2 separate regions of the Sus scrofa genome follow, and region 2 is linked to region 1. A link is a contact called in public promoter capture Hi-C data. All regions are on one chromosome and are shown on one strand. Each heading gives the region's core, a stretch centred on a gene start, on an enhancer-like site or on the middle of the called end of the contact. The rest is flanking DNA. Distances are from core to core; before and after follow the strand shown.

What was found. Promoter capture Hi-C pulls out the DNA fragments that hold promoters and counts their contacts.
Region 2: a contact with region 1 is called in a promoter capture Hi-C map of liver, with 2.4 times the contacts expected there. The contact joins the promoter of HAGH here to the promoter of PKD1 in region 1. A contact is called at or near these places in 1 of 5 promoter capture datasets (liver) and 1 of 47 Hi-C or Micro-C datasets (liver).

The regions. Positions count from the first base shown.
Region 1 is chr3:39,846,762-39,850,963 of Sscrofa11.1, reverse strand. It overlaps PKD1 (polycystin 1, transient receptor potential channel interacting), which reads right to left and starts at 1,355. Exons shown (of 46, transcript NM_001246202.1): 1 at 925-1,355. The coding sequence starts at 1,139. LOC106504252 (a long non-coding RNA gene) reads right to left here. Exons shown (of 7, transcript XR_001303294.2): 7 at 3,764-3,823.
Region 2 is chr3:40,136,734-40,140,954 of Sscrofa11.1, reverse strand. It overlaps HAGH (hydroxyacylglutathione hydrolase, mitochondrial), which reads right to left and starts at 1,856. Exons shown (of 9, transcript XM_021086827.1): 1 at 1-1,856.

The DNA.
Region 1 (4,202 bases), core at 106-2,605:
TGGCATTGCTGTGGCAGTGGTGTAGGCCAGCAGCTACAGTTCTGATTCCACCCCTAGCCTGGGAACTTCCATATGTCGCGGGTGCGGCCCTAAAAAGACCAAAAAAAAAAAAAAAAAAAAAAAAAAAGCTGATGGTTCAAAAGAGTTTGGCACAGGCCAGGGCTGGAGACAAGCTCTCCATAAAGACTTCCTGTTATTATTTCTTCCAAAATGCAAGTCTGCTAATGGTGTGTCAGCATTTTACACCCCTCCAGGCCTTTGCACACATGGTTCCCTCCTCCCGTCACCTAAACCCAGTTTCCTTAAGTATCAAACCAATTCTCAAACATCCATCGAACCCTTGTCCACCTCTTCCGGAGAGCCTTCCCTGCCGTCCACACAGACTTCTCCATCTCCTAGCGTCCTTCTCCAGGGCTCCCAAGTGCTGGGTATCCCTCCAAGCCAAGCTGCATCCTATTAGGCTCTGAGCAGCGTTGAAGTGCTCGTGGTCCCTTGCCGGGACCTTCCCGCCCTGCGCCCACACGATGCCAAAGGCCCTCAGTCAGTTCGCATTAGCGGAGTCCCACCGAGTGAGAAGTCTCCGCCCGCACAGAATCTGGGATGTTTCTGTTTCCCTCTGGCTGAGGCCAGGCGGGCTGAGAGCCGGCTGCGGTCCCAGGTTTTCCTTATTTAGTCGGGCCGACCTCACTGCGCTGGAGCCTCGCCCTGGGAGAGGCCTGGCCCGCACTCCGTTTCCCCTTCTGCAGGCTGGGGACGCGCCCACGCCCTGCGAGGCCCGCCAGGCCGGCGGCCTGCCCGTGCGGCCTCTCCCGGGAGGGTGAAGGCGCCCCGAGCCCCGGCAGGCCCCGGCGGCCGCGAGTCCTAGCGCAAGCCGGGCGCCATGGCAACCGCCTCACCAGCGTCGCAGGGCGGCGGGTTACTCACAGCGCGGTGGCGTCCGCGGGGATGCGCAGCGCGGGCCCGAGGGTCCGCAGTCCGAGGCCAGAGCAGTTGACGCGGCAGGCGGCGCCGGGCGCCGGGCCGCAGAGGCAGGGAGGGGCGCACGGTCCGCAGCCGCGCCCGGGGACCCCCGCCAGCGCCCCGAGCCACAGGCCCAGGCCCAGGGCGAGCGCCAGGCGGGCGGGCGCGGCGGGCGGCATCGTCAGGACAGCGCAAGCATGGCCCCGGACCGGTCCCGAGGCCCCGAGCCCGCCTGGCCCCGGCGACCGCGGCTCAGGCGCAGCCCGCGCAAGGCATGGCTGGGCGCGGGGCGGGATACGGCAGCAGCTGCGGCCTGTCTGCCTGCGCGACGCCTGCTCGGTTCTCCGTCCCGGCTCCGAGTCCTCCGCGGCCCGCTAGCGCGCTGGCGCTGCAGTGCGGGCTGGCGGCCGGCTCCTCCTTCTCCCGGCGCGGCGCGGGGGGCGGGACGCTCTTAGGCCCCGCCCCCCGTGCGGCAGAGCCGGGCGCGGCCGGGGCGGGGCATCAGGAGGGTCCGCCCTTCGCTCTGCGAAGGGGCCATCCGCGCGGCCGGGGCGGGGCATCAGGAGCTCCGCCCTTCGCATCCAGCTGCAGGCTCGACAGCGAGGGCCCTCGCTCGGTGCCCTTCCCCTCCGCCCGCGGCGTCCGCGCCTCCCAGACCTCAGAGCCCAAGCAGTCACAACACTGAAAACACCAGCCGGAACCTCCAGTGCCCTCTACGAGCGCTCATCCACTCCCAGCGCCTATGTCCCTCTCCACCACCTCGGATTGCCGAGCTCCTGGCACACAGTAGGCACTCAATAAATGCGCATCGCGCCCTCTCAGGGAATTGCCAGAACGTCGGCGAAGTATGACAGCTGGTTCTCCCTGGCACGGAGGTGAAGCACAAGGTGGGCCTCACCTGGGCAGGTGAAGGGCAGCGTTCGGCCGGCCATTCGCCAGCCCCTGGGCAAGAAGCTGAGTTCTGCGCACCTGGGTGCTTGGGACCTCCCACCACCAGGGCAGTTTGCCCCCTCTTTCCATGGCGCAAGTTCCTCAGTGCTGCGGCTCTGCCCAGGGAGCTTTTGCGCCCAGGATGTAATTAGGGAACTAACGCACGTGGTGCTAAGAATTCAAGCTGAATAACATGGACGAACTCTGAAAACATCCTAGATGCCAGACATAAAGAACCACATATTATAGAAATCCGTTTATTAAGCGGGGGGGGGGAAGGTTTGGGAGTTCCCACTGTGGCTCAGCAGAAACAAATCTGACTATTATCCATGAGGACCTGGGTTCGACCCCTGGCCTCACTCATTGGGTTAAGGATCTAGCGTTGCTGTGAGCTGTGGTGGAGGCCGACAGCTGCAGCTCTGATTTGACCCCTAGCGTGGGAATCTCCATAGGCCCCAGATGTGACTTTAAAAAGACAAAAAAAAAAAAAAGGGAAAAAATGAAATTTGACAGATCACACAACAGGTAAGGAAGGGGCAAACCCAAGCTTTTAATTCCAGATAATAAACTGATGAGATCCAAGGTCTCAAGATGAGTGAAGATGGACCCATAATAAACAGTGATGCCAAATGAGCAAAACAGATTAATCAACTAAAATGCAAGTTTTTTCCTTTTGTTTTTTCTTTTGAGGGCCACACGTGCAGCATATAGAAGTTCCCAGGCTGGGGGTTGAATTAGAGCTGCAGCTGCCAGCCTACACAACAGCTCACGGCAATGCCTGATCCTTAACTCACTGAGCAAGGCTAGGGATCAAACCTGCATCCTCATGGATACTGGTTGGATTCATCACCACTGAGCCACACAGGAATTCCCCTTTTTTCATTTTTTAAAGTTTTATTGAGGTATGGTTGATAAATGCAATTGTTTTAGAAGGGATTTCTGAAATAGAAAAGATTTTTTATTTTTATTTATTTATTTATTTTTTTTTGCCTCTCGTGTGGCATGCAGAAGTTCCTGGACCATGGATCAGACCTGTGCCACAGCTGTAACCAGAGCCACAGCAGTGACTACACCAGATCCTTAACCCTCTGAGCCATGAGGGAATCCCTAGAAAAGATGTGCTTAGGAGTTTCTGTCGTGGCTCAGGGGTAATGAATCTGACTGGTATCCATCAGAATGCAAGTTCGATCCCTGGCCTTGCTCAATGGGTTAAGGATCCAGCATTGTCACTGCTGTGGCTCTAATCGCTGCTGTGGTGGGCATTTGATTCCTGGCCCGGGAACTTCCACATGCTTTGGAGATGGGCAAAAAATAATAAAAATTTTAAAAGAAGAAGAAAATAACATATCTAGAAATGAAATTCTGGGCTATTTCAACAATTCCCACGGTGAGTCAGAGGAAATAAAATGTGGCAAAGATCCTGTTTGATGCAGGGAGGGGGATGCTGGAGAAATGTTTAATTCTCTCTTTTTCAGGCACACCCACGGCGTGTGGGAATTCCCAGGCCGGGGATGGAACCAGCACGACAGCAGCAACCTGAGCCTCAGCAGTGACCATGCCAGATCCTTAACCCACCTAGCCACCAGGGCATTCCTAATTCTTGATAAAATATTAATTTATGTTTTTATTTTTTATTACTCAAATTTACACATCTCTAGTTGTATAATGATCATAACAATCCGATTTCACCGGATTTCCATCCCACACCCCAAGCACATCCCCCCACCCCCCAAACTGTCTCCTCTGGAGATCATAAGTTTTTCAATGTCTGTGAGTCAGCATCTGTTCTGCCAAGAAGTTCAGTCTGTCCTTTTTTCAGATTCCACATGTCAGTGAAAGCATTGGATGTTGGTGTCTCATTGCATGGCTGACTTCACTTCGCATGATAATTTCTAGATCCATCCATGTTGTTAAAAATGCCGGTATTTCATTCCTTTAAAACATAAATTTAAAGGCTTTTATTAGTAACGATAATTAAAAATTTTTAATAAAAATAATTAAACTATTAACATAAAATACAGGGGAAAATTAGAGTTTGGAGGGAAGAAACAAGAAAATCTGGTCAGCCCAGGAAAGAATTACAAAAGGAAACAATGGGGAGTTCCCACTGTAACAGAGTGGGTTAAGGACCCAGGGCTGCCAAAGCTGTAGCTCAGGTTGCAGCTGTGGCTCTGATCCAATCCCTGGCTTGGGAAGGTCTGTATGCCACGAGAGTGGCAAAAAAAAAAAAAAAAAAAAAAAAAAGGAAACAATGGATCAGTATATTCATCAAAATACAGAACGAGAAGTTTCCTGGTGGCTCAGTGGGTTAA
Region 2 (4,221 bases), core at 607-3,106, 290 kb before region 1:
CTGGGCCAGAAATGGAAATGAGAAATAGTGCCTTCTCGGAAACAACGGGCCAAATGTTCAGAAGACTTTTCCTTTGCTAAATCTGGATTGGTTCAGTGGATCACTCTGGGACTGGGTTTTGGAGACTAAAATCTGCAAAGGAAGTGGATTAGCACGATTCATCGGTGCTTCCCAAATTTGCTTAATCATGAAAATTATCCGGAGATATTTGTAAAAATAAAAATTTCCAAGTTACTGGCCCATCCCAGGCCCAATGTATGAATTAATGGAATTGATATCCAGCACTCCAAGTGATTCTTATCATGGAAAACCACTGCTCCACACAATTAAAAGTGTTACTTAGGGAGTAATTAATGATGACCTCACTCCTTTACTTATTCTGGCCCATAGATTCTGATTTGGAGAGAAAACTTTGAAACTATTGTTTCTCAAATAAATATGCTGTCTTTTATGTGGCCTAAAAGTATTGTTTTCCCCCCAGTAGTGGTTAGAAGGGACAGTTCCTCGCCAAGGGGCCTCAGACCTTGGTCTTTGACCTGGCACCTCATGAGCACTGTGCTCTATTAACAGAGTTAATCATCAGCAGGTGTACCTCCCACCCAATGATAAGGAGGCTTCAGGGAATTTGGGTGGCCTGGGAGTGCTCTGGCTCTCACTTGCTCTCTTCTCTGACGAAAAGCTGGGTGAGATGCACAGCACAGCTATCGGAGTGAGCGGAAGCCACCTGCTGGCTCCTAACATTCACTGAGCACTTAGTACTATGAGGCACTGTGCCAGGAGCTTTCTGTGTGTTATTTAATCCTCATCAAAGCTCTTAGGTTGGTGTTATCATTCCCATTCCTGTTACACAGATGGAGACATAGCTAGCCTGGCTCTACAGTCACTCAAGCTGAGTAGCAAAGCCAAGATGTCACCCAGCTAGCCCAAGACCAAAACCTGAAGTCTTGGCCACAGTGCAGGCTGCATCTTTTAAGTATATGTATTTTAAAACTTCAAACATTTAGTTATTATGAAACCCCCACATACGTAGTTTATTATGAAGAAGTGTTATAATTGGATTTGTTTATAAAATGTCATGCTATTATAACTCCTTTTATCTTGTAATAACACTTCTTTTTAAAAATGCTTAAGCAATACCTGTTTATGATAGAAGTCAGAAAATATGCATAAGCCAAAAAAAAGAACACCCCAAATTTCATACACCCAGAGACAAAGCTAAGCATTTGGTGTACATTCTTCCAAATCTATGCATGTAATTGTGATCTTTTAAATAGAAGTTATTCATACCACACACTTTCCTAGCCTTTTCTCACTGTGTATCGTGACTGTCTCCATGTATTTCGGCAGATTCCTGCCACACTGTTTTCAGTGATTGCCCAAGACTCTGCAGTCAGTCCTCCATTTTCGGCCTTTGAGATCGTTGTAGTTGTTTGCCAGCAGTAATTCTTTTGGGCCAGGTCCCCGTAAATGGAAGAGCTGAATCAAGGGTGTGCTCATACGGAGAGTTTATTAGTAAAACTAGCAGAACCAAGGTCCAGCTGAGCCAAGTCTACCAGGCTGACAGATCTGAAAGCAAACTAAGTGTACACACCAGGAACAGGAGTCGCATGTGGCCCCCTTGGGTGGACAAGCCAGTACCCAGAGAATGTACAGTGCCCCCAGAGGTTAGTGTTGACCCAGTGGTGGCACAAGCTTTGTCGCAGACAGCATCGGCATTACAGATACAGCACACAAGTTACTTGACTACAAGAATCAAAAACTCAGAGACAACTCACAATTCCTGATGTTACCGAAATTGCAGTAATCTTATTACCCAGAAAGTACATTTCCCCCAACTTCTACTTTGGAATAAATTTAAACCTATTATAAAATTGAAAGACTAACAGCACACTCCACATTCCCTGCTCTAGATTCAACAGCTGTTGGCATGCACTTGGCTCACTTTCCCTCCCCCACCCTGCTGCCTTGTGTGTACGTACACACACACACGTTTTGGAAAACTGAAAATGAGAGTTGCAGTGAGTCACTCTACCTTTCAGCGTGAATCTCCCAAAAATAAGGGCCTCTCCTATTATAGCCACAATACTCTTACCACATCTTTAAAGATCCATAATATATTAGTTCATATAGAGTATATAATTGATATCTGTTCTTCTGGACTTAAAAAAAAAGGTTCATTAGGCTTATATAAAAATGAGTATTCTCCATCCACTTCATATCCTGTGAATATCTTCTCAGTTCAGTGAATATTTTCATGATCACTTTTTTTTGCTTTTGCTTTTTAGGGCTCTACCTCTGGCATATGGAGGTTCCCAGGCTGGGGGCCCAACTGGAGCTGCAGCTGCCAGTCTGCACCACAGCCACAGCAGCTAGGGATCCAAGATGCATCTGCAACCTACACCACAGCTCATGTCAAGGTCGGATCCTTAAACCACTGAGCAAGGCCAGGGAATGAACACACATCCTCGTGGATACTAGTCAGGTCTGCTACCACCAAGCCACCGCAGGAACTCCAAGGATCCCTTTTAATGACTGAGTCTTAGAAGCAGAGCCTAAAGTGGGGATACTTGTTCTGGTGACTTTTAGGACCTCTCAGGAGACAGGAAGAGCAGAGGAAGAACAGAGTCTCGGAACTGGAGGTGACCAAGGGGATGTCACTGCCAGAGTCTGCTCCCCCATCCCTCCTCTAACTTCCTTGGGGAACTCTCCAGCCCTCAGAGATGCTGCAGAATAGGTGCTCCTGGCGAGTAAGGGGAACTGAGCCCCACATTCTGGCAACATTCCCCCAACACCGGCCTGTAGTTGCAAAGTTTCAAATGCTTTGCTACTAGAAACAGTGTTGCGAGGAACATCCTGCTTATACAGCACTTGGCTCTTGTTTATTTCCTCCTGGACCCCTTAGAAGCGAAATAAATTAAATAGTTTGCACTTTACATTTTGATACTTTTTCCCAAATTGCCAGGGAAAGGATATCCTAGCCTCTGTTTGACAAGAGTGTTTAAGCATACCTCTGTGCTCCAAACCCTGGCCAGCACTGGGTACTGCACCTAGCACCTTTTGAACTTGAGTTTCTTTGATTAGTAGTGAAGCTGACATCTTTTCATGTGTTCATACACAATTTCTTTTTAATAAGGCTACTGGGCACATTTTTGGTGTAAATGTTGGTATGGTATCCAGTTTCAGGGAAGCTGTTTTTTGCTTTTTGGGTTTTTTTTCTTTCTTTCTTTTAAAAAATTTTTTTAAATTTTTTTGTCTTTTTGTCTTTTTAGGGCCCACCTGCAGCATATGGAGGTTCCCAGCTAGGGGTCTAATCGGAGCTGTAGCTATCGGCCTACACCAGAGCCACAGCAACACCAGATCTGAGCCGCGTCTGCGACCTACACCACAGCTCACGGCAACGCCAGATCCTTAACCCACTGAGTGAGGCCAGGGATTGAACCTGCAACCTCATGGTTCCTAGTCAGATTCATTTCCGAGCGCCACGACAGGAACTCCTCCTTCTTTCTTTTTTAGGGCCACATCTGCAGCATATGTAAGTTCCCAGGATAGGGGCCGAATTGGAGCTGCAGCTGCCGACCTATGCCAGAGCCACAGAAACACCAGATCAGTGGCACATCTGTGACCTATGCCGCAGCTTGTGGCAAAGCCAGATCCTTAACCCACTGAGCAAGGCCAGGGTTCAAACTCACATCCTCACAGACACTATGTCAGGTTCTTACCCTGCTGAGCCACAGTGGTTTCAGGAGAGCTTTGTATTTTCTTTCAATACAATTAACTCATTTGCTAAAACCTTCATACATTTTAAAGGGAGGGAGTAAAGTAATTTAAGTAAAATAATACTAGAAAAAAATTCAAACTATAAAAGCAGAATAGAATTCATAAACAAATACACTGCCAAACACGAGTGCCAATGAAACTGCTCTAGCTCGACACCGACAATCACTGATACTCACGATCCTGTACTAAGCGCATGACTCCAAGCACTTTGCAAATACTACCTTATTTCGTGCTCACAGTGCCAAAAGGAGTTGGGGTGATTGTGCCTGTTTACCAAGGGGGAACCACAGATGTGGGGCAGCTCAGAGCTGGAGCCCATCCTGGGAAGAGCAGATGGGGTTTGAGACTGCAGCACAGAGCCTGTCCACTCAGCCAGATCTGCCTCCTCTAGCTTGGCCTTCATGTCCCATCTATAAAAGGGGCAAAATAGCAGTGCTGATATAA